Linked DNA regions of Mus musculus: all the other regions are linked to region 4. Evidence: chromatin contacts called from public HiCAR-type, HiChIP or PLAC-seq and promoter capture Hi-C data. All regions are on one chromosome and are shown on one strand. Each heading gives the region's core, a stretch centred on a gene start, on an enhancer-like site or on the middle of the called end of the contact. The rest is flanking DNA. Distances are from core to core; before and after follow the strand shown.

The links. Promoter capture Hi-C pulls out the DNA fragments that hold promoters and counts their contacts. HiCAR-type assays count read pairs that join an accessible place to other places. HiChIP or PLAC-seq counts read pairs in DNA pulled down with a chosen protein or histone mark.
Region 1: a contact with region 4 is called in a promoter capture Hi-C map of hippocampal neurons, with 6 times the contacts expected there. The contact joins the enhancer-like site here to the promoter of Dph6 in region 4. A contact is called at or near these places in 4 of 39 promoter capture datasets (cranial neural crest, hippocampal neurons and liver) and 2 of 115 datasets of contacts at active chromatin or transcription factors (extraembryonic endoderm stem cells and stem cell-derived neural progenitor cells).
Region 2: an H3K27ac HiChIP or PLAC-seq map of the NIH/3T3 cell line shows a contact between it and region 4, with 6 times the contacts expected there. The contact joins the enhancer-like site here to the promoter of Dph6 in region 4. A contact is called at or near these places in 6 of 39 promoter capture datasets (the 3T3-L1 cell line, 3T3-L1-derived adipocytes, hippocampal neurons and 2 more), 1 of 484 Hi-C or Micro-C datasets (adipose-derived mesenchymal stem cells) and 4 of 115 datasets of contacts at active chromatin or transcription factors (the NIH/3T3 cell line, embryonic stem cells, extraembryonic endoderm stem cells and 1 more).
Region 3: a contact with region 4 is called in a promoter capture Hi-C map of liver, with 5 times the contacts expected there. The contact joins the enhancer-like site here to the promoter of Dph6 in region 4. A contact is called at or near these places in 4 of 39 promoter capture datasets (cranial neural crest, liver, maxillary cranial neural crest and 1 more), 4 of 115 datasets of contacts at active chromatin or transcription factors (acute myeloid leukemia, cardiomyocytes, large pre-B cells and 1 more) and 1 of 9 other capture datasets (adipose tissue).
Region 5: a contact with region 4 is called in a promoter capture Hi-C map of liver, with 5 times the contacts expected there. The contact joins the enhancer-like site here to the promoter of Dph6 in region 4. A contact is called at or near these places in 6 of 39 promoter capture datasets (the 3T3-L1 cell line, cranial neural crest, embryonic stem cells and 2 more) and 6 of 115 datasets of contacts at active chromatin or transcription factors (the NIH/3T3 cell line, acute myeloid leukemia, bone marrow-derived macrophages and 3 more).
Region 6: a contact with region 4 is called in a promoter capture Hi-C map of 3T3-L1-derived adipocytes, with 5 times the contacts expected there. The contact joins the enhancer-like site here to the promoter of Dph6 in region 4. A contact is called at or near these places in 5 of 39 promoter capture datasets (3T3-L1-derived adipocytes, cranial neural crest, embryonic stem cells and 2 more) and 6 of 115 datasets of contacts at active chromatin or transcription factors (the NIH/3T3 cell line, cardiomyocytes, differentiating embryonic stem cells and 2 more).
Region 7: a HiCAR-type map of kidney shows a contact between it and region 4, with 4 times the contacts expected there. The contact joins the enhancer-like site here to the promoter of Dph6 in region 4. A contact is called at or near these places in 13 of 39 promoter capture datasets (the 3T3-L1 cell line, 3T3-L1-derived adipocytes, cranial neural crest and 7 more), 1 of 484 Hi-C or Micro-C datasets (cardiomyocytes) and 9 of 115 datasets of contacts at active chromatin or transcription factors (embryonic forebrain, embryonic limb bud, embryonic stem cells and 5 more).

Annotation. Positions count from the first base shown.
Region 1 is chr2:116,007,937-116,010,788 of GRCm38.p6, reverse strand. The region is part of intron 7 of Meis2 (Meis homeobox 2); the gene reads left to right. Among named protein-coding and RNA genes, the nearest start is that of Meis2, 56 kb to the left of the region's middle. Within about 2 kb of position 1,413, at least 69 of the 459 cell types and tissues checked have an H3K27ac peak or open chromatin away from gene starts, as enhancers often do. A contact at or near this core is called in extraembryonic endoderm stem cells, hippocampal neurons and stem cell-derived neural progenitor cells, where this site is marked.
Region 2 is chr2:115,779,471-115,782,170 of GRCm38.p6, reverse strand. No RefSeq gene overlaps it. Among named protein-coding and RNA genes, the nearest start is that of Gm52524, 3.9 kb to the right of the region's middle. Within about 2 kb of position 1,445, at least 73 of the 459 cell types and tissues checked have an H3K27ac peak or open chromatin away from gene starts, as enhancers often do. A contact at or near this core is called in the NIH/3T3 cell line and adipose-derived mesenchymal stem cells, where this site is marked.
Region 3 is chr2:116,048,678-116,051,377 of GRCm38.p6, reverse strand. It overlaps Meis2 (Meis homeobox 2), which reads left to right. Exons shown (of 12, transcript NM_001159568.1): 7 at 2,180-2,294. Among named protein-coding and RNA genes, the nearest start is that of Meis2, 15 kb to the left of the region's middle. Within about 2 kb of position 1,332, at least 24 of the 459 cell types and tissues checked have an H3K27ac peak or open chromatin away from gene starts, as enhancers often do. A contact at or near this core is called in adipose tissue and liver, where this site is marked.
Region 4 is chr2:114,653,540-114,656,395 of GRCm38.p6, reverse strand. Dph6 (diphthamine biosynthesis 6) reads left to right here and starts at 1,432. Exons shown (of 9, transcript NM_025675.5): 1 at 1,432-1,565. The coding sequence starts at 1,543.
Region 5 is chr2:115,756,487-115,759,359 of GRCm38.p6, reverse strand. The region is part of intron 10 of BC052040 (cDNA sequence BC052040); the gene reads right to left. Among named protein-coding and RNA genes, the nearest start is that of Gm52524, 19 kb to the left of the region's middle. Within about 2 kb of position 1,444, at least 16 of the 459 cell types and tissues checked have an H3K27ac peak or open chromatin away from gene starts, as enhancers often do. A contact at or near this core is called in liver, where this site is marked.
Region 6 is chr2:115,969,235-115,971,976 of GRCm38.p6, reverse strand. All of the region lies in intron 8 of Meis2 (Meis homeobox 2), which reads left to right. Among named protein-coding and RNA genes, the nearest start is that of Meis2, 94 kb to the left of the region's middle. Within about 2 kb of position 1,391, at least 54 of the 459 cell types and tissues checked have an H3K27ac peak or open chromatin away from gene starts, as enhancers often do. A contact at or near this core is called in 3T3-L1-derived adipocytes and the NIH/3T3 cell line, where this site is marked.
Region 7 is chr2:115,854,731-115,857,430 of GRCm38.p6, reverse strand. No RefSeq gene overlaps it. Among named protein-coding and RNA genes, the nearest start is that of Gm31590, 49 kb to the right of the region's middle. Within about 2 kb of position 1,425, at least 48 of the 459 cell types and tissues checked have an H3K27ac peak or open chromatin away from gene starts, as enhancers often do. A contact at or near this core is called in embryonic forebrain, hippocampal neurons, kidney and 2 more, where this site is marked.

The DNA.
Region 1 (2,852 bases), core at 164-2,663, 1.4 Mb before region 4:
CTCGGTGAGGGGCATTCTGGGCTGGTGGTAACTTGATCAGCTTGGTCCTCTGTGGGTCCCTTGCTCTGGCTCTTTGTATCACAGAAGGGAGATGGTATCTGGCACATTCCTAGGATGACTGGAAGATAGCAGCCTCTGCGTTTAGGGCTGAAAGATTGTGAACTCAGTTAGCTGAAATGCCACGCTGGGGAAGCCAGGCAGACATTAAAGCAGCTTCAGACGAAGGTAGTGCAGCGCAAGGAGAGTCAAATTCGAGAGCTGGGACCTGAGTGGACATTTGTCCCTGCTCCCTACCTTAATAAAAGCTGAGAGTTAACTGTGGAAAAGGGCATTTGAGAGGTCACTAAAAATGAAGCATTAGAGTGCCCAGAAGGGCTTTATTGTGATGTACTGTGAATAAGTCTGGGAAGGTTCTTGGTACATTCCTATGTACTTATCAGGTAACACAACAAGTCCATGCTTTTAGCCTACACCACAGAGATTCTGCTGAGCTGTAATGGCAGAGGAGCATGCATCCCACTGGATTCAGCCAGTACTCTCTAAAGCTTTCTGTGGGAGACTTAGGAGAATAAACATTCTCTCTTAAGTTAGTCTAACATTCGTAACTGAGCTGTCTATATGAGCGCACACAGGCGCATGCACACACACACATACACATTCTCTCACACACACACACACATGCACCCCATATCTATATATTTCAGAGAAGAATGAATGAAATATATATATATATATATACTTCAAATGAGAATAACCAAATGAAGTGGAGAATAGACCAAACATCTTGCCAGCTTCCCTTCACTTCTGCTATAAAGGATTAGGAGTTTCAGTCAATAAACAAAGCCCTTTTATGGCTCCTAGCGGGTAAATTGAGGGGACTGATTTGGTCAAGGACCAGTACGAGGATGTTTCTGTTCAACAGCTAACAGGATTCAACATGCTATGGAAAATACAGGCATGCAAAACTATACTCCGACACTCACGTTGCCAGCTAAAGCCTAAAACACAGCCACATTTACATATGTGTCCATCTGTCTGTTTTTACACTTTATTTTTCCAACCAGTGGGTGAAGTGGTTTTCATCCAAGCTGCAGTCTGATTTTTTTTCCCTCACCCACCATTTCTCATTCTATCCTATAGATGCATATTTTAAAGTGTGTGCTATTTGTCTCTGGACAAGCATTTGCATAGACCTTGCAGGGACCTGCCCTTTCCTCTGGGAAGTTGAGCCATCTCTGTAGATCTGTCCACTCTGCAGCTGCCCTCACCAGCTAGAGTATCTCAGGATGTCTCCCGAGCAGACCGTAGACCCGGGGGTCTCATCCTGTGCCCCCACGTCTGGCCTGAGCCATGCTGCCACAGTCACAATCCGGAGCGAGCCAGCGGGGTGAATGGAAGTGCTTTGGCTCTCTACAGTGGAGAGCCTGCGTAAATCCTGTGTAAATAGAGAGAGGACAACAAAGCCTGCGCCCCCGCGGCTCGGAGCTTCTCGAGCCATTTGGGGCTGAATTTGCTAAATGCTGCTTATACCGCCTGAGAAGTTGAAGAGAAAGGACCATAAAATCCCCTCTCTTTCTTTCCCTTTCTGTTTGTCCCCCCCAAAGGGGGGAGGCGGGAGGGGAGGGTGTTCAGGACCAGGGAAGCCGAGGTAAGCCTATGAAGGCTTGTTTTTTCAGTGCTCTTTTGAGTGTGAAAAAGGTGGCCTGGGTCACTGTCCCCTCTTTAATGTCGGAAAACCCACACAGTTAGTAAATGTTGCATGTAAACGAAAGCGTTCATTCCCTTCTGCTTCCCTCCTTGCTGGTGGACCGTGAACTAGTCACTTGAAAAAAAAAATCACAGAAAATGTTCACTTGAACATGTCCAGCCGGTTAAGCCCAGCAGGAGAGTAAGAGAGATCAGTGATCAGTCTCTCGCTGCTGCCCTGGCTTTCCCTGAATTTCTGGGTGTACTCACCACCCCCAACTGTCCTGATGTGAAGAAAAATAATAATAATAAATTGCTTGTGGAATAACGTTGACTTTGCTGATAGTTCTTGGAGAGCAGCTTTTGCAAGGCTATATTCCGAGACAGACGGAGAAAACTTCCCCTCCTCTTCTTCCTTCTTATTTGAAATCTTGGTACTGTTTTCTCAGTGGGAGGCCCTAAATTAAACTCCTAGAAAGACCACCCCCCCCCCCCAACCGGCAGGAAAATATCTTTGGACTGTTAGTACATTTTAATCCTGTTTTCTAACTACTATATTGAGAGGGAAAAGGAGTCAAGAAAGGAAAGAACATTCTACAGTCTACAAAATCCCGTGTGGCATTCACAGGGCTTCGGGGTACTTACTTTTTAGCCACACTGCTCTATTACCCCACAGTGATGTGCCTCCCTTGCTGCTAGCACCTCTCTTTCCATTGGAATGGGGGCAGGTGTGAGGTGGGGGGGGGGCACCATCTTCCCTATAGACAATCCATGTCATGTGTCCTAGCACACACACTCTCTAGGAAGGACCAAGCATAAATGTACACTGAACCAGTACCCCACCAGGGCAAGGACAGTGGAGTGGGGAGCCCCAGGGTCACTGAAACCCTTTCATGAGCGTTATTCTTTCAAACAGGGTGTCCTCATCTCAGATCTGGTGGGTTTTGCTGCTAGTGCTTGGGGCAAGAAGAGAGTAGAGCAGAGGCTCCTTCTCAGACACTACCTTTGTGAGAAGAGAACTGAAAACAGAAGTAAGAAGAAACTGCCGATTAAGTCAAGAACACAGAACCCCAGCTCTGGGACAGGACTTAGGAGCACCTCTAAAAAAGAGACCCCTCTTTCGCTAGGGCTTGGAGGCTGAATAGGAACTTGCTAGCAAAGAGTAG
Region 2 (2,700 bases), core at 196-2,695, 1.1 Mb before region 4:
ACTCAAAAAAGAACTTTGGTTTCCTATAAAGAGGTAGTTTTGCCTGGATTTTGATTCTTTCCAAAATAGTTTCAAAAAAAAAAAAAAAAGAAAGAAAAAAAGAAAAAAAGAAAACAGAAAGTCTACACAGACATACTAGGTTATTTCTGAATGAATGAATTTTCTTTGAATGAATGAATTTTCTTTGGATGTGAAAAAGGATCAGTTTAAGTAATTCTAGAAATCTCTTTAAACAGCAGCAGCTTCCAGGAGAATTCATAGCCATTTTAGGTTAATGGTCACTGCTTTCATGTTTGGCCCTCAATTAAACACTAAACTTCTACTGTTATTACGCTATTGATGTGGTTATATTTCATGGTGGCATTTCAAAATGACCTTCTTTTAAGAGTGAAGATGGTCTGACCACGTAGTGTAGGGTGGTCAGTTGCACTTGACATGGCTACCCTGGTCTACCTTCAGTGCACGAATGGTTGAGCTGCGGACTCTCTCCACTTTGCTCCCGAGAGCCTAGTTCTCTTCATCCTCCTCTATGGCATGAGACAGCTCAGAAGTTCGAGAGGGAAAAGGAATGAAAAAGAAACACATCTGTTGCCTTATTGAAATACCAAACTAAGCCCTGTTATATCATCTTGAGTGTAGGGAGTAAATCCGGTTTAGCAAATACCTTGTGGACATAAGTGTGGGCAAGTTATGCTCAAGGGAAAAAAAAAAACCTGTTATATGTATCTTTTCTTTCTAAGTGACTCTAAATGCTTAGTGGTTGTAGGTAACTAGATTGAACCCTGCCATCTTTGTCCTCACACCGGAAGCACCCAGCACAAGTTGTACTCACCTAATCAATGATTTGTGTTTTTTATAAAGTAGGCATGGCACCCAGCTTGAACTCTGTTACACTCACTGAAATGAGTCAAGGCATCACGTGAAAACTTCCTGTCCCCCATGTATTGTAGAAAAGTTTTTTAAAAGGCTTTTTGGAATGACTTTGATCAAGCTTTGAAATCATTTTCGTGGATCACTATTGTATGAAAACTGTAATTTATGGTGCCTGACCTGAGCAGTTCTTTGTCTCACACCCATATTCAAAACAATAGCAGGAAAGCACAAAACTCGAGGGGAACCCTGGCTCTTCTGGTTATTATTTAATTCATAATCCCATCTTTCCTTATTTAACCTTTAGAGCCACGCATTTTCTTTATAAAATAGCTTGAGATTGGGTTCCTCCAGAAAGGAAGGGCAGTGAGATGTTAGATAGGCCCAACCATGTCACTCATGACCCCTCCTTACGAGTGACTCAGGTTGAGATAGGCAACTTGCGCTTTGGTGACACTGCAGGCACATTTCCATTGTTTGCCTGGTAAGTTCCCTCTCGGTTTGTTCTTTAACCCTAGTCAAGAATGTGCCCACAGGGAGGGCGTCTCCTCCCATCCTTGTCATCAAATACTTATTCTATGAAGCAGTCTCCTCTCAGTCATGGGTAATGGCCAGCTGCTCTCAAAATAATCCAGCAGAGTGACTCACTAAGCCAGACAGAAAGTTTACTGTTTTAATTCATAACTCTGATCAGCTGAACACAATCACATGAGCTGAAAGACTCTATAAAACCTTCCAGGTCTTGGCTTCTTTTGTGTGTGTGTGTGTTTCCCCCCTGAGACAGAGGCTCATACTGTAGCTTTGGCTGGCCTAGAAACTTCTATGTAAACCAGACTGTCCCTGCTTCTTGAGGGTAGGGATGACGTTTGCTACCGTGTCCAGCTTTGTTGCCTCCTTTTGCCAAGACATTTACCTAAGGCATGAATCTTGTATGAAATATTTTTAAGTTAAGCACACAGGACGATCCTATAGGCACGGGTGACATGCACTCTGGTGTTGTGGCTGGTGAAGTGCATGAGTTTTGCTTTTACTTGAAGAGATTAGTCAGTTGTGACCTCCCAAGGGTCTAGAGAAGATGTATCTTGCTTCTGGGATCATGGTCTACAAAGAAACAATGAAGAGGAAGGCATAGCCACATGGAAGGAAATTTGAGGTGAATCAAAGGGAAGATGACCAGGAAGAAGCAGGAAGAGAACAAACACACATCGTTCTTTAGATTTCATTTAATTGAAACTCCAGGTCTGAAACAGGCTCAAAGGAGCAAAGACCAGGTATCTTGGTTCCAGTGTAGAAAGTAAACAATAGGCGCAGGTCCCAGGGAGAGTCAGTGAGCTAACTGTTCACTTGGGTGCTGGGTGTTAATTAGCATCGCCAGCCAGGGGACTATTTAGACTACCTCATCAGGACTCTACGCAGCGTCCTCCCTGGTGACTCTCAGGAGTTAATGCAATCCCCAAAGACCAATAATTCATCATTTTTTTTTTTCAGAGTGGTGTTAAGCCTTGCATGGGGTGATGAGGGCTTATACTTAAAATGAATACTTCTGTTAAGAGGTGAACTTCAGAACTCTGAACTTTCTCATGTGTAAAAAAGGTTGACACACACCTTACTGGAAGGTAAAAGAAAAGATTGCCAATTGTTTATGTTTTTTTAAGGAAGGGGAGAGACTGACAGAGAGGAGTCGCACAGTCACCATGAACATCAGGTGGATCAGATGGACGTGTTTGGAGTCCATCCGTCTCCACTCTGCAAAGGGGTCTGGTGTGTCTGAGGGTACAGGTGTGTGGCAAGTCTCTGTGACAGAGGGAACACTCTTTAGAGTTATGTTCC
Region 3 (2,700 bases), core at 83-2,582, 1.4 Mb before region 4:
TAAGAACACACTTGTGTTTTTTGAGTTTCAGGAATTGCTTATGCAAGAACCCTTCCCATCATGCCAGAGCTTAAATAGAAAGACCTGTCCCAGCTCCATCCGAACAGTTATATAATAGTTTTGGATGACATTTGCCTTAAAACACAGTTGAGGTGTTAGTGGTTAATTATTGTAATTTTCATGAGGGGTAAGGAGCTTTTATGGCAGCCAGCTTCATAAAAAGCCCGAAGTGCATAAAATTCACATCATCGGCTGTGTGCACTGGGAAGCTCAGTTCAAGGGAAGTATCTTGCTGTCCACGCTGTTATGGGAAAAGTACACGACATCTCCCAACATCCTCTTCCGCAATTCTAGCTTTTTATTTGACCACCATCCAGTAAATATCTGACATGAAGAGACTGCAAAGCAGCAGATAACATGGCCTAATACATTCTACTCACTTTCATTTCCTAACCAATCTTCCTTCCTTCCTTCCTTCCTTCCTTCCTCCCTCCCTCCCTCCCTCCCTCCCTCCCTCCCTCTCTCCCTCCCTCCCTCTCTTCCTTCCTTCTGCCTGCATGCCTTCTTCCCTCCCTTTCTTTCCTTCTTTCTTTTTGATACAGGTTCTCACTGAGTAGTCTAGATCGGACTCAAACTCGTGCCTGAGTCTCTTGAGTGTTGCAATTATAGGCATGCCCAGCTAATTCCTTAATCCTCTTTTGCCATCACATCTTTATTGTAGAGATCTGAACCTGAACTGTATTTACAGTCACGATTTCTACTCAGGGTCTTGACTTTGAGTCCATGGTTGGCCTGGTGACACCTCCAACAGCACTACTTCACATTGAGATTGTTGATCACAAAGATCTGGATTATGTCAACATCTATAAAAATTACAAATAGTTATTTGCAATCTGTCTGTTGCTATTGTTCCATGTAAGAATATTTCCTCCATTTGTCTTACTTTGGTTTCTGGCTTTATTTTGGTAGCAGTATCTGCTGTAGGTACAGTATAGAGTTAGTGTTGAGGAAAAAAAAAAACAGGCTGACTTCTTCTTCCTAATAAGTTCTATGTCTTGGTATTATGAAAAAGTAGTGTTCATATTTCAAACTAAATAGTTTGTACGTGGCTTATACTTCTGAATTATTGCTTACCAATTCTAGTCAAAAGCAATGATGCTCTCTGAAGAACTGCCATATCTTTACATTTTTACCCTGTACCCTCTACCTCAACCCTAAAGAGTTCACTTGCCTATAGCTCCATAGATTTAGTCAAAGTCCTAGCACATGGGTAACAAGTGTACAGCTTTGGCTCCAGTCTGCTGGGTTTCATGTGTGGTGCCTGTTCTCCCTGTCTGCCAGAGGAAATTCCATCTCTGGCCTGCCTTCATGTGGTGCTGATAAAGTCCTTCCTGTACATTAGAATTCCTGTTTCCCTTTAAGCTACGGCGTGGATATTGGGAATGATCAGGAAAGGGGAGGGGAAACAGGAGATGAATATGTTTGTAAGGTAGCATGAGCGGGTCCCTCCTGGTTAGCCTCGCTGTCTGTCCATCGAAGTTCCTCTAGAAGTCACAGCTCAGCCGCTTAAAGCGAAAGTCTCAGCTCACTTGCTAAGTGGCACGCAGCTCGTGTTAGTTTCATTTTAGAAATTGCCATTTGTGCAAATTATCACAGGCTTTGGTGGCTTATGAGATACTGATGCCGTGACTAATATTGCTTCTGTGGGCTGTACGATCTACCTGTTGATAACATTTAGAGAGTTCAGACCGACCATTTTAGGATAATACAATCAAAGGTGTAAGGTCCTACCAAACTTTGTGGATCCCATACTCTTTTGAAGGGAGTATTGGATTCTGTAGAGGCTCGTGTTCTGACGAATTTTGTTTCTGAGAACACCAGAAGAAATGCATAGAAAAGCTGAGAAAGACATTTTAAGGCAGTTTTTCCCTCAGTTCAGAAGTTAACTTTACTGTGGTGTAACTTTGTGTATTGTAGGATGTGTCTTTGAAGAGATATGCCAGTCATGCATATATTGATGTAACAGAAAAAGAAGGCACAGATTAGCATGCCCGTGGCCACTTCTGAAAATACTAATATGTACATTTTTTCCCTCCCTCTGTGCCTGTATGTCTTCATGGCTCCTCATTTCTGGCTCAAATGGTAACTGTGGGAAAATTCCTTGGCATCCTGACATCAGAACCCTTCATCCTGGCGAGACCACGATGACGCAACCTCAACGCACTCCGCAGGCACCCCAGGACCCTCCAGTGGGGGCCATGCTTCCCAGAGTGGAGACAACAGCAGTGAGCAAGGTAAGCGGTTAAGAATTTTCCTTGTACAAAAGTAGACATGATGATAATAACTTCAGCATTTATTTCATGGTATCAGTCTGTGTAGACAGAAGAGGGGCTAAGGAAGGTGTAGGGAGTATTACTAAACTTTTGATAGGAAGACAGGTTTCCTCTTGTTATTTAAAGAGTTAAAATGAGCTATTTAATCTTTAAGCCCACGTTACAATAATAATTGATTAGTTCTGCCAATCCTCTTACAAATGTGGTTATCTACACTACTTCGGTGTATATCGAAAAGACAGGCCTAACTACCTAACCAGAAGTTTGAGTTATATTGCAAACAAGATATTTGCTTCAAATATTTACTATGAGTTCTTTATAATTAAAGCAACCATGAATCAAAAGAATGTAAAAATATAAAAATCTG
Region 4 (2,856 bases), core at 183-2,682:
GACTGCTCTTCCAGAGGTCCTGAGTTCAATTCCCAGCAACCACATGGTGGCTCACAACCATCTGTAGTGGGCATCCAATGCTGTCTAAGGCTGTGTCTAAAGGCAGTGACAGTGTATCCCACATGTATGAAATAAATATGGCCAGAACCAGCAGGCTGGAAAAAAAAAAGCCAGGTGAAAGTAGAAATCAGAAAGGGAGATTTATTCAACATGGATACATTGGGAAGACGGATTTTGGGAGTTTGGGCATTCACTGGAGATATATATATGTATATATATACATATATATATATATATATATATATATATACACACACACACACATATACACACACACACACACACATATATATATATATATATATATATATATATATATGTATTACATGTATATAATGTGTATATACATAGGCAGTGGTGGCGCACACCTTTAATCCCAGCACTCAGGAGGCAGAGGCAAGTGGATTTCTGAGTTCTAGGCCAGCCTGGTCTACAGAGTGAGTTCCAGGACAGCCAGGGCTACACATAGAAAACCTGTCTCAAAAAAAAAAAAAAAAAAAAATATATATATATATATATATATATATATATATATATACATTCTTTACATATGAATAATATTCAAAGATGTATATGTTTAAGTTAGTTTAACTCACCAATAATGCCACGTGTACCCTCTATTTCTGCATTTTTTTTCTGTCTCTCTCTTTCTCTCTCTTTTGGTACAGTATTTTTCACTTTAACATACAATTCTCTTTTTAAATTCTCTTCTTCCTACACCTCTACACAAACTCCTTGTTCATGGATGTAGGTAGGCATGGTGGTCTATATCGTACACCAGTTGATCCCAGGAGCTCCAAAGAGTGCTTAGTACATTCAAATAACTAAGTACTGGCAAACGTATTTTAAATTAGATTTTCGTTTTGCTTTCTGGAGTGCAAGTTTTTCAGTTTCTGTATTGGGAAAATGCAAAAACACAGTATAGGAGGCGGAGGTCATGTAGCCTCACTGGTTCAATGGGCAGAGATGCAAACCTCGAAGTTAAAAGTGATCAGGGGTTAGTGGGTTTTTTTTTTTGGAGGGGGGGTAGGAAGGGCGAAAAGATTTCTTTCTTGTAGTTGACGAAGAGAGGAGAGAGACTAAATCCCCTTTCCAAGGTAGTGTTTCAAATCTTAGAACTTGTGACTTTGAATTTACTACCCAGACAATCCCAGCACCCTCAAGCGGTTTACCAAGGACCATGCCCTTCCCTTGGCAGCTTCACTGCCCTTACTTAGGTGGTTAGGCTGTGCCTAAACTTTTTTCTTTTTGTAAATTCTGAGCCATATATCCATGTATCAGGGAACAGATGCTGAGACTACCTAGCCTCTACACCCGGGTGTTCAGCAAGGTGCTGAAGGGGCAGTAGGCATGGTCGAGGGCAGGCAGCGCAGCAGACACCAGGTCGAGGACCGCGCGTGTAGGTCCAGTCGCCGCGGGATCCCGGGCCTGGCGTCTGTGGTTACCGCACGCACGCACGTACGCACGCACACTGCGCCCAGAATGAGGGTCGCGGCCCTGATCAGGTAATGAGGACTGGGGCCATCGCTTTACTCTTGGGCAAGGCTATATCCTGACGCGGCCACTGTAGAAACATCCGGAGCCACTTCTTGGGGCGCCGCGTGGGCCGGCCGGCGCCACGGCCACCGGAAGAGGCGGGGCGATCTGCTCGGGCTCCCTGGCCCCACGCGCCTCCTCTCTGGCAGCTTGGCAAAGCTAAACAGCACTAATTCCTGGGTCCTCCTCCTCCTCCGTGGGCGCATGGTCACCACGCCTGTTGGACTTTTATTTGCTCTGAACTTTGAGAGCCGCTGTTAACTTCACTTACTTGTTAGCAGTTTTTGTCCTCTATAATTCTCCTCAGTCTTGATCCTTTCCAGGAAGGAGGATTGCAACCTCACTCTCTTCTCACATCTCTGGCTTGCCGGGAGAGCTGTAGGATCCCCTAGATGGTTTGAGATTGCTTTGCTCCTATGTTGTCAGACACCTCCGTTGGAACTCAAGCTACTGACAGATGTATTTCCTCCTGGTTGAGTTGAAAATAAGCTAGGTTTTTCTAGATGCTCTGGAGTGCGTTGGATACAAATTTGCCTTACTGACCCTGGGCAACCCAAGTCATATTCCAAAAGTAGTTTGAAATCTAGTAACTTACTTAAAAGCCCAGATACTATAGCTGATAAGCAGAGCTATCCTTGATCTGTTTCAGTGCCTGGCAGTGATAAGGGGCATAGCAATATTAGTTTAAGACCCTTAAGTGTATTGTTTCTTGAGATTTAGACCTCAAAAAAGTGTGAATTCCACTTTATTGCTACAGTCTCTTTTTGTTAGCCTAGTGAAGCACACGTACACATTTGTTGTTAATGCCCTAGGTAACTGATGCTAGTTGACAGTGGGTGACAGTCTAGGTAAGCCAGTTTCTCTAGTGGCAGGAAAATGCCAGATCTGTTGATTCTGTGCCATTTTAAGGAAATGAAAACCCACCATAATTTAATAAATTTTACACATAAAGGGAATAAAACTTTAACCATCACGATTATTTGGTGAAGAGAGATAAAAATTAAATGTGAGCCAGGAAGGCAGCCATGGAACTTAGTTTACCGAAGCTCAGCAGGGTAGTAAAACATGTGAAACTGGAGAGAAGAAAGTCTCAGTGGAGTGTGTTCCTCAAAACACTCAGTGGATAGGAATTTAGAGGTGCTGTTTGAGAAATTATACAATTAAAAGCTGTATATTAGGAAATAAGAATGCACAAAATAAATATACATGTACTGTGTATGATTGTGTATAACATGGCCATATATTTAAGCTTCAGTTTGA
Region 5 (2,873 bases), core at 195-2,694, 1.1 Mb before region 4:
GGCTCCCAGCAGTATGGGCAGGTTCAACTTGGTGGTGCCCTTAATTCCAGCACTTGGGAGGCAGAGGTAGGTGGATTTCTGAGTTTGAGGCCAGCCTGGTCTACAGAGTGAGTTCCAGGACAGCCAGGGCTACACAGAGAAACCCTGTCTCGAAAAACCAACCAACCAACCAACCAACCAACCAACCAACCAACCAACCAACCAACCAAACAACCAACCAACCAAACAAACAAAAAACAAAAAACCAAAAGAAGGAGACAGATTTAAGACAGCTGTGCTATGGCTTGCAGAGACTCTATCTGGGAAGGCCAGAGAGGGCTCTGAGCAGAGGGGTGGTGGTTTTCAGGGACAGTCTTGAAGTCTAAGGTGAGGAGAAATAAGAAAGGGAAGAGACTGCAGATGTGTAGAGATACAGATGTGGATGGATCAAGAAGATTCACACGAGAGCAAGACAGTGATCATTCAGAAAACATGGGTCGGGCGGGGTGTGAGCGAGCAGGGTTGATGAGGGTGAAGGACTGACACCTCAGAGGAAGCTGCTCTGAGGGCCAAGGAGAGCATCAACTATAAGAGGCACATTGGCAGCCCGTTCTGCCCAAGGGCAATCCTCCTGCTTAAACCCAAACACTCCAGGCTTGTTTCTGTGTGCAATCCCTGAGTTAAATATTTACTTTGTGTGGGGCCAAAGTATCTACTGCAGCTCACTTATTTGGGGGTAAACACATTAAAGAAATGTGTACACTAAAACAAACGGTCCCCTCCTCCCTCCCACCACATACAGAAAAAAAAGGGATTGCCATTCAAGAAAAAAAAGAAAAAGAAAAAGAAAAAAGAAAAGAAAAGAAAAAAATTCTGCAAACTCGACTTGCAAGCTCACCTTTCCTGAGTGGTTGAGACAAAGCCATGTCTATATAAACACTTCCCCCACGGCTCCACGGGGTTCCTCTGATTTGTATTCTTTGAGAAGTCAGTGGGCACAAGGTGACCAGGGAACAGTTTCCTTTAGTGAAGTACACGGCAACTTTATTGAACTTCACAAGGAGTCATTAGCTGAATTTTATGATGATAAGGACTTCCAGGCGTGAGTTCCCTTCTGATTGGTTTTTGATTAAAAGTCAGGTAAGGCAGAGCCGGCCCTGGACTCTGAGGGGAACTGCAGCTTTCCCCTCACCAGCTGGCTCCGGGATGGAGCCCAGGAAGCAGCAGGGGCTTTGATTTCACCAAGAGAAAAGCCACAGTCATCGTGGAGAGGAGTTGCAGGGCTACTTTAAACATTTCATTAAGCTTAAGACCCTCTTTTTTTTTTTTTCTCCCAGAGACATTTGTGGCCGCCTCCTGCTTCATTCTAGGTGACCAGATGAGCCACTGGCCGAGGGTGGATGTGGGCCTTCAGTCGGAGGACTGATCCACCCATGTTGCCTTTAGCTGATTAATAGGTGTTTATTTTTAGGGTTTGAACTAACAGTCTGGGCTGAGGCCAATGCAGGGTGATATCAGAAGGAACCCGTGAGTGTCTTGTGCTCACAAAAGACCTTTGCTTTTTGTGTGGTTGTTGGCGCAGATGAAGTCTTTGTCCAACTTGTGAAACTTAATAGCATAAAATTTAATACTGAAGGCAGAGAAACTTCCTCTACCCTGCTCGGTTGCCTTCAGTACCTGTGACTTGTTGGTACACGGCTAAATATTGTTGGACAGAGAAGGAGAGACAGGAAAGTAACACGGGGTACCTCTGCCTACCTGGTGTACGCAGTCTAGCTGGGTTTTGAACCTTGTGACACACACAGGGGAGGCTAGGTGGGTTAAAAACTGCCCAAGGACTTTGCTAGCAAACCTTCACAGGAAAATAGGTCTAAGATTTTTCCGTTAGCTTAAATCTGTCACCTCAACCTTAATGGCAGGTTATGTCCCAACACTGGCACTCCTATCTTCCCTTTCAAGCTAACACAAAAGCATTTCCAGCTGGACTTTTGAACAGTGGCAAGCCTTAGAAGTCAGGGTTGGGAAAGGCTGACAGCAGAGCCATCCCTGTGGGAGCCCATTCATGAGGCCCCACGGCAGAGCAAGGCACAGTTGTATTTCCACTCTGAGGAAAGACACCGAAGATCTCAAGAGACTGAAAGTTCAGTCTGTGAAGTTGTTACATCCACAATTTGATCAGCAAGGCCTGGAACAGGGACACGAAGGGCAATTTACCACCATGATTTCCACAGGGAAGCAATCTTGGTGCCTTTGGTCTATTTTCATGATAGACGCTGCACAGATCAATCACCCAGTGCTCCCGACACATTCATAATGCCTTTTAGGCTTATTTATGGACCAAGCATTAGTTTGACTGAAGCAGGCTAACAGGTGCCATTTGGGAGGACAGTTCTTTCATGTCACTGACGATTACATACTGGCTCTAGAATGGATCCGCCTTGGGCAGGTACCAACCATCCCTGTGCCAATTTTGTAGCCTCTCAATTCTAATGTCTTTAGGTGGCCGCTGCCACTCTGGGACCTTGACATTTCAGCGAGGACAGAAGTGGTATCTGCAAGAAGAGGAAGATCACTGTGTGTACAGAAAAGCCTTTCATAGTAATGGTATGATGATATGTAAACTTCCTTATAGTGTGAGAATTGGTTAACACAGGGGCTTGTTTTCCTTTATTAAACTGCACTTAATTTGATAGGGTTAATATTTTTAGGGTTGATATTATTAATTCAACAATAAAAATGGATGTAGTTTATGGGGCTGTAGAGATAGATGGCTCAGTGGTTAGAGCGCAGTGGGCTTATGTTTGGTTTCCAGTACTGACTTTGAGGCATTCACAAATAGTTGTTAACTCCAGCTCCAGGGGATCAGGTGTCCTCCCCTGGCTTCCACTAGCACC
Region 6 (2,742 bases), core at 142-2,641, 1.3 Mb before region 4:
AGCTGACCCATGTCACTTATCAGGAGAATACTGGAGGAAAAAATTCTCGTTGGCACTGGCCTGAGGGATTCAGGGAGATATATAGTTAGTAGACCTCTATGGGGAAAGAGGCTACATGGTAATGTAAAAATGATGGTGCGATATGATTTATAACCAGAAGTCAGGCTGTGATGAGGAAGAAAAGTACCCTTGAAAGTTATGTAAGATAGCATCTCAAATTTCCCAGGATAATAAAAATGTGTAACTATTTATGTTAGATGAAATTTAATTAGATAGATACAGTGGGTCAAGCTTTGGTGTCCTTAGTGGAGCAGACTGCTAGGCCATGGCTTAATGTGAGACTTCTTTATAAGTGCTCCCTCAACATTTAACAATGTGACTGAGTCATATGGGGAAGACAGTATCAAAACTCAGTGTTTGGAGATGGAGAGATTGCTCAGTGGTAAAAGCACTGGCAGCTCTTCTAGAGGACCTCAGTTCAATTCCCAGCATTCATGTGGTGACTCACAATCACCAGTAACTCCCGTTCCAGACAATCTTGCATGTGTCTTCTGGCCTTGAGGGCACTGCATGCACACGGTACAAAAACAAATGTAGTTATGCAGGCAAAACACACATAACAATGAATGAATAAAAAAATAAATTTAAAAACTCGGTGTTCAAAACACTAACTAAAGGCAAAAACATTAACAAAGTAATAAAAAATATCTAATATACAGACAAAATTTACTCATTTAAAAATTTTACGGAGAAACACTCAGAAACTAGGGAAGGTTATGTAATTTCTCTAGAGGACCCACAAGTGCTTTATAAAAATCCCTATCTTTGAAAGGCATATAATAGATTCAGTCACTTGTGTGCAGAGTACTACCTTGCCATGCCTTTGAAATGCTATGGAGTCAAGTTTTTCTTAGCAGTTCATGGTGGCCTAGATGGTGACTTGGAAGGGGTTGAGGGTACAGCACCTGGGTAAAGGGAACTTAGCAGGGAAGTCCACAGCCAACTTCTTCCATCCCCACCCAAAGGTTCAGGCTCTTCTTATATCTCATTCTTTGGCCCAGTTTCTTCTAAGTCTAGTCAACTGAGGAGCCTGATGTCCACACCTCTCACCTTCTTCCTCTTTTGTCATGGACTGCTTCTCCTGAAAATGTCCTTGACCTGGCCCCTCAGCTTTCAGCCCACTTTGCCCAACAGAGGCTGGAGATGAAATCCTGAAGAGGCCTTGCACCCTCTAACAGTGTACTTATGAATAATTATGTTGAAGAAGGAAACAAAGCCAGCTTTTGGCAGCCAACCTTTTACCATGATTTTCTTGGATTCTTTCCCCGAGGTCTTTGTGAGCACAGAGTAAAATCTACCAGAGGCGATGCAGGCTTTTCCTCTGCTTCAGGCTCTCGGTCTTGTCCCTGTGAGTCACACATGGGCTCTGTGACTCAAAATCCACTAATCCTGTACGTTGGGTTTTTTTGTTTTTGTTTTTTTTCTGATGGAATCTAGGATTTGTCTTTCCTGGGAGTGTTCTCAAAGTGCTAGTGACAGGCCTGGAGGCAGAGGTGTGGGCACACACGTATAAAGAACAAGCAACTAAACACTGAACGTGTGGGGCCTCTTGGACACACACGCTTGCCCAAGGGAATCATCTACCCAGGCCATTTCTAGCTCTATTATTCTGAGCCTGTGAATTTCTCAACCTCTGACAGATCATTTTAGCGCCCTTAGCGAATCAGCTGGCAATGACTACAGCAATGAAGGCTCAGACCTTCCTGGCCTGTTTTGTACCTGAACATCATAGCTGAGGTTTACAGCTGGAATCCTTGACTGTATTCAAGATGGCAGCAGCTGAGAATGAGAGGTGGTTGTTTTCTGAGCACTGTGAGCCAGAGGTTCTCAACCTGTAGATTGTGATCAGATACCATATATATCAGATATTTATTTACACTATGATTTCATATCAGTAGCAAAGTTATACTTATGAAGTAGTAGCAAAATAATTTTATGGTTGGAGGTCACTGCCACATGAGGAATTGTACTAAAGGGTTGCAGCATTAGGAAGGTGGAGAACCTGTGCCTTACAACATCGATACAGATCTTTTCCCCTCTAGTTTAAGCTCTGGAGGTGCTGAGGAGAAACTGCTAGGCATGAATAACAATTTAAGGGATATAGTAGCTCTAGAGACCCAAGGACTGGTGTAGTGTTTCCAAAGTTAACTACAAAGAAAACCTCGCTTGCTTGTCAAGTTCTGTCTTGGTTTGTTTGGTCCTACATACACTGTATGCTTAAAAACAGTGGGGTTGCCTTCCTCACAGTTTGAGAATGGAGGAGTCTAAGACCCTGGCACAGAAATATTCAGTGTATTTCAGGAACCCACTTCACTCCTACTGTCTCACGAGGTGGGAGGGTAAGAAAGCTCTCACAAGTCTTAAGGATACAAATTCCATCCATCGAGTCACTTGTCAAAGGCTGCCTTTCCCACACCTTCCCATTGATGATTGGGATTTTATCATAGGAATTTGAGAGTACAGAGCCATTGAGCCTGTAGGCAAGGCTACTGTAGAAACACTATTACAGAAAAGAATTTGGAAAGAGGGGAAGTTTCCAAGTTCAGAACACATCTTAGGGCAGGAAATGTCTGATTGACACTCTTGTGAAACCGGTTCCAACCGACCCCTGCTGCTGTTCTGCCTCAGGTGACATCCGAAGTATACGGCCCTACCGTGGCATTCTTTTGCTTTGTTGCTGAT
Region 7 (2,700 bases), core at 176-2,675, 1.2 Mb before region 4:
GTGTCCTATTGTCTGCAGACCCACCGGACAGATTCCCATTTCTGTAGACTCCTGACTGTAAGCCTAGACCGTGGCCTTTTTTATCAAGGGAGTCAGGCTTTGTTAATGTATTTGTACTTTTCTGCTTTCAGTCTAGGTTTCTGCTTTGTAGGAAGGAGGAGGTACAAGGAGGGGGAGGGGAGCAGAACACAAAGACTATCTAGTTCTCACCGAGCAGGTTTCAAAATAGAACTTAATGGGAAGAAAGAATAAAAATAAGGAGGAGTGTGAGAATTGTGCATTACAACAAATTTACCAGTACACGAAGAATTTTTTTTCCTTTTGAGGATTTTGTTTTCTTCATATTGAAACATTTTCAAATTTTAATCCTTAGCAGACAAAACCTCAATATAAATATGACATGGGCCACTGGCAAAAAAAAAAAAAAGAAAAAAAAAAGAAAAAGAAAAAAGAAAAGAAAAAAGAAAGAAAGAAAAAGAAAAAAGAACTTAAACTCAGTGCCCAGAGGGGAGGGGCGCAGGGAGAAGAGAGGGCCCTTTCTGATTAATAACTAGCAGGGTAATGTTGAGGGCTTTTTCTGCCCGATTGCCTTTTTGAATTAGAGCCGATTTCTTCACACTTCAATAGTGCCTGTCTCCTTTAAAATGATTGGCAGATCTGTTTCTCTTTTTTCTCTCCCTGAGACTTAATGATGTAAATTTTCTAATTAGTTAAATCATATTGCTTAAAGGGCTAATATTTACCGTGTAAGAAATGATCATTCTGATTTGGACCTCTTGAAATATTTCGAGAAATAACATTTGGCTTTTAGGTTGAGGGATGGGGTGGGGGGAGGGGGGAGGCGCTAGTGGAGTGAGGGAAGGCACGGACCGGCAACATGTTAAATTAATAGTTCAAGTTGAGCTGGGCTCACACCCCAAGTCCGCTTTTATTTTTCAATCAGCGAAGATTTAATTGGCAGCCCTCGGGCCGGGCGATCTGATATTTTCTCATTAGTTTCCCATCACTAATCTTGAGTGGTAGGTTGTCTTACAGGTTGTCAACATTTGACCAATTTTATTTAAGGGGGGTGGGGGGTGGGATGGGGGCGCATTATGACTTCGGGATGTGAGACCTGCAAATAAATCCTGCTTGGATCAGCGGAACTAACAGGCGAAAAAAATGTTGACTATTCATCGTCGTTTCTAATAAGTTGCATTAATATATATTTCAAGAGGGTGTGATTATATGTGCTCTGTAAAGACACAGATGAAAAGAGGTCGGAGCTGCAGCACTAAACTAGTTGAAGTGAAACGTAGATACATTTCCAGCCGAAGGTAAATAAGCCGAGTGGAATCGTTGTTGAGGGTTTAGGAGGTACGATCCTCCTCCCCTTCCTCTTGCAGCTGCGTGAAACCGCCAAGCCTGTGTCACCGAGCTCTGAGCGGCTCCGCGGGCTGGTCCACAGATAACATCAGAGCGCCCCCTGCTGGCCTTCAGGGCAGACCGCGGCGGGACAGCCCCCCGCGAAGCCAACGGTGTTTTTCTGCGCCCCCCACCCTTCTCCACCTACCCTTTCCACTACTCTCACCCTCGTCCGCTGCAGCGAGGGAATAGCTTGTCATGGCTGAACATTTAAATGAATAAATTTTAAAAATAATAATAAAACAGGAAAGTACTCACACCTTTCACTTGGCCTCGGGGAATAAACGACCAAATGCCTAAGCAAAAGGATTCGTTTTCTAATCTCCTTATTCTGTAGGGGTTTGATCAAGTTTGCTTTTTCCCCCCTTGCAGATTTAACTTCCAAAGATATATTTTAATGGACAACCCTGAAGGCTTTTTATTATTATTGCTATTAAAAAATAGATATCTGATGAGGGGCAACAAGAAATGCCAAATAATATTTCTTGTACTTGTAAAAGCAAACTCCGGGGGGGGGGATTTCACAGGTTTATAAAAGTCTACAGGAATCGCTTTTGGAATTTAAGCAGTTCTCAATTTGAGGTAATTCCTTTTGCACACATCTTTGGGATCCCAGAGCATTCAAAATGTGTGTGTGTGTGTGTGTGTGTGTGTGTGTGTGTGTGTGTGTGTGTGTCTGTCTGTCTGTCTGTCTGTCTTAGTTGTCACAGTATCCATACACAAACAGGTCTTTTCCATGCCTGTGTTTTTCTTCCCTGACCCTGTTTTCTTGCTTTTGCTGAACGCGGACAGAGCGGCTGAAGCGCACCCCAATATCCTGCCGCCTCCGGAGTGTAAGCACTTCATCTCTCTGCACCGCAAGGTGCGCCGTTTGGTTTCAGAGAGTTGGGGTTTGGTGCACAGCGGCGTACTTCTAGCGTCCAGATTACTCTCTCCTGGGATTTCTGCACAGGGTAGAAGGCGCAAGCAAGCAGGTAACGCGACCCATCTCCATCGCCTCTGCCTCTGGGAGAAGACGCTGACAAAGCAGCCGTGTCAGAAGGGTCTCCCCGCCGCAGTTGGACCCCCCACATCAGACATGGCAATCTACCACGCGGAACGACTTTGGCTTCTCAGGGAGTTTTTGGTTTTTATTTTAAAGAATCAGATTGCGGGTTTTTCTGAGAGCAATTCTGAGGAACGAGGCTCTGGGGAAGGAAAGAACGGTGCATTTGGAAAAGGTGTGTCTTTCCTCCCCAGTGCTTCTAATTCTTGGATTGCGCAATCCATTCTCTACCCTGGCTCTTCTGCAGATTC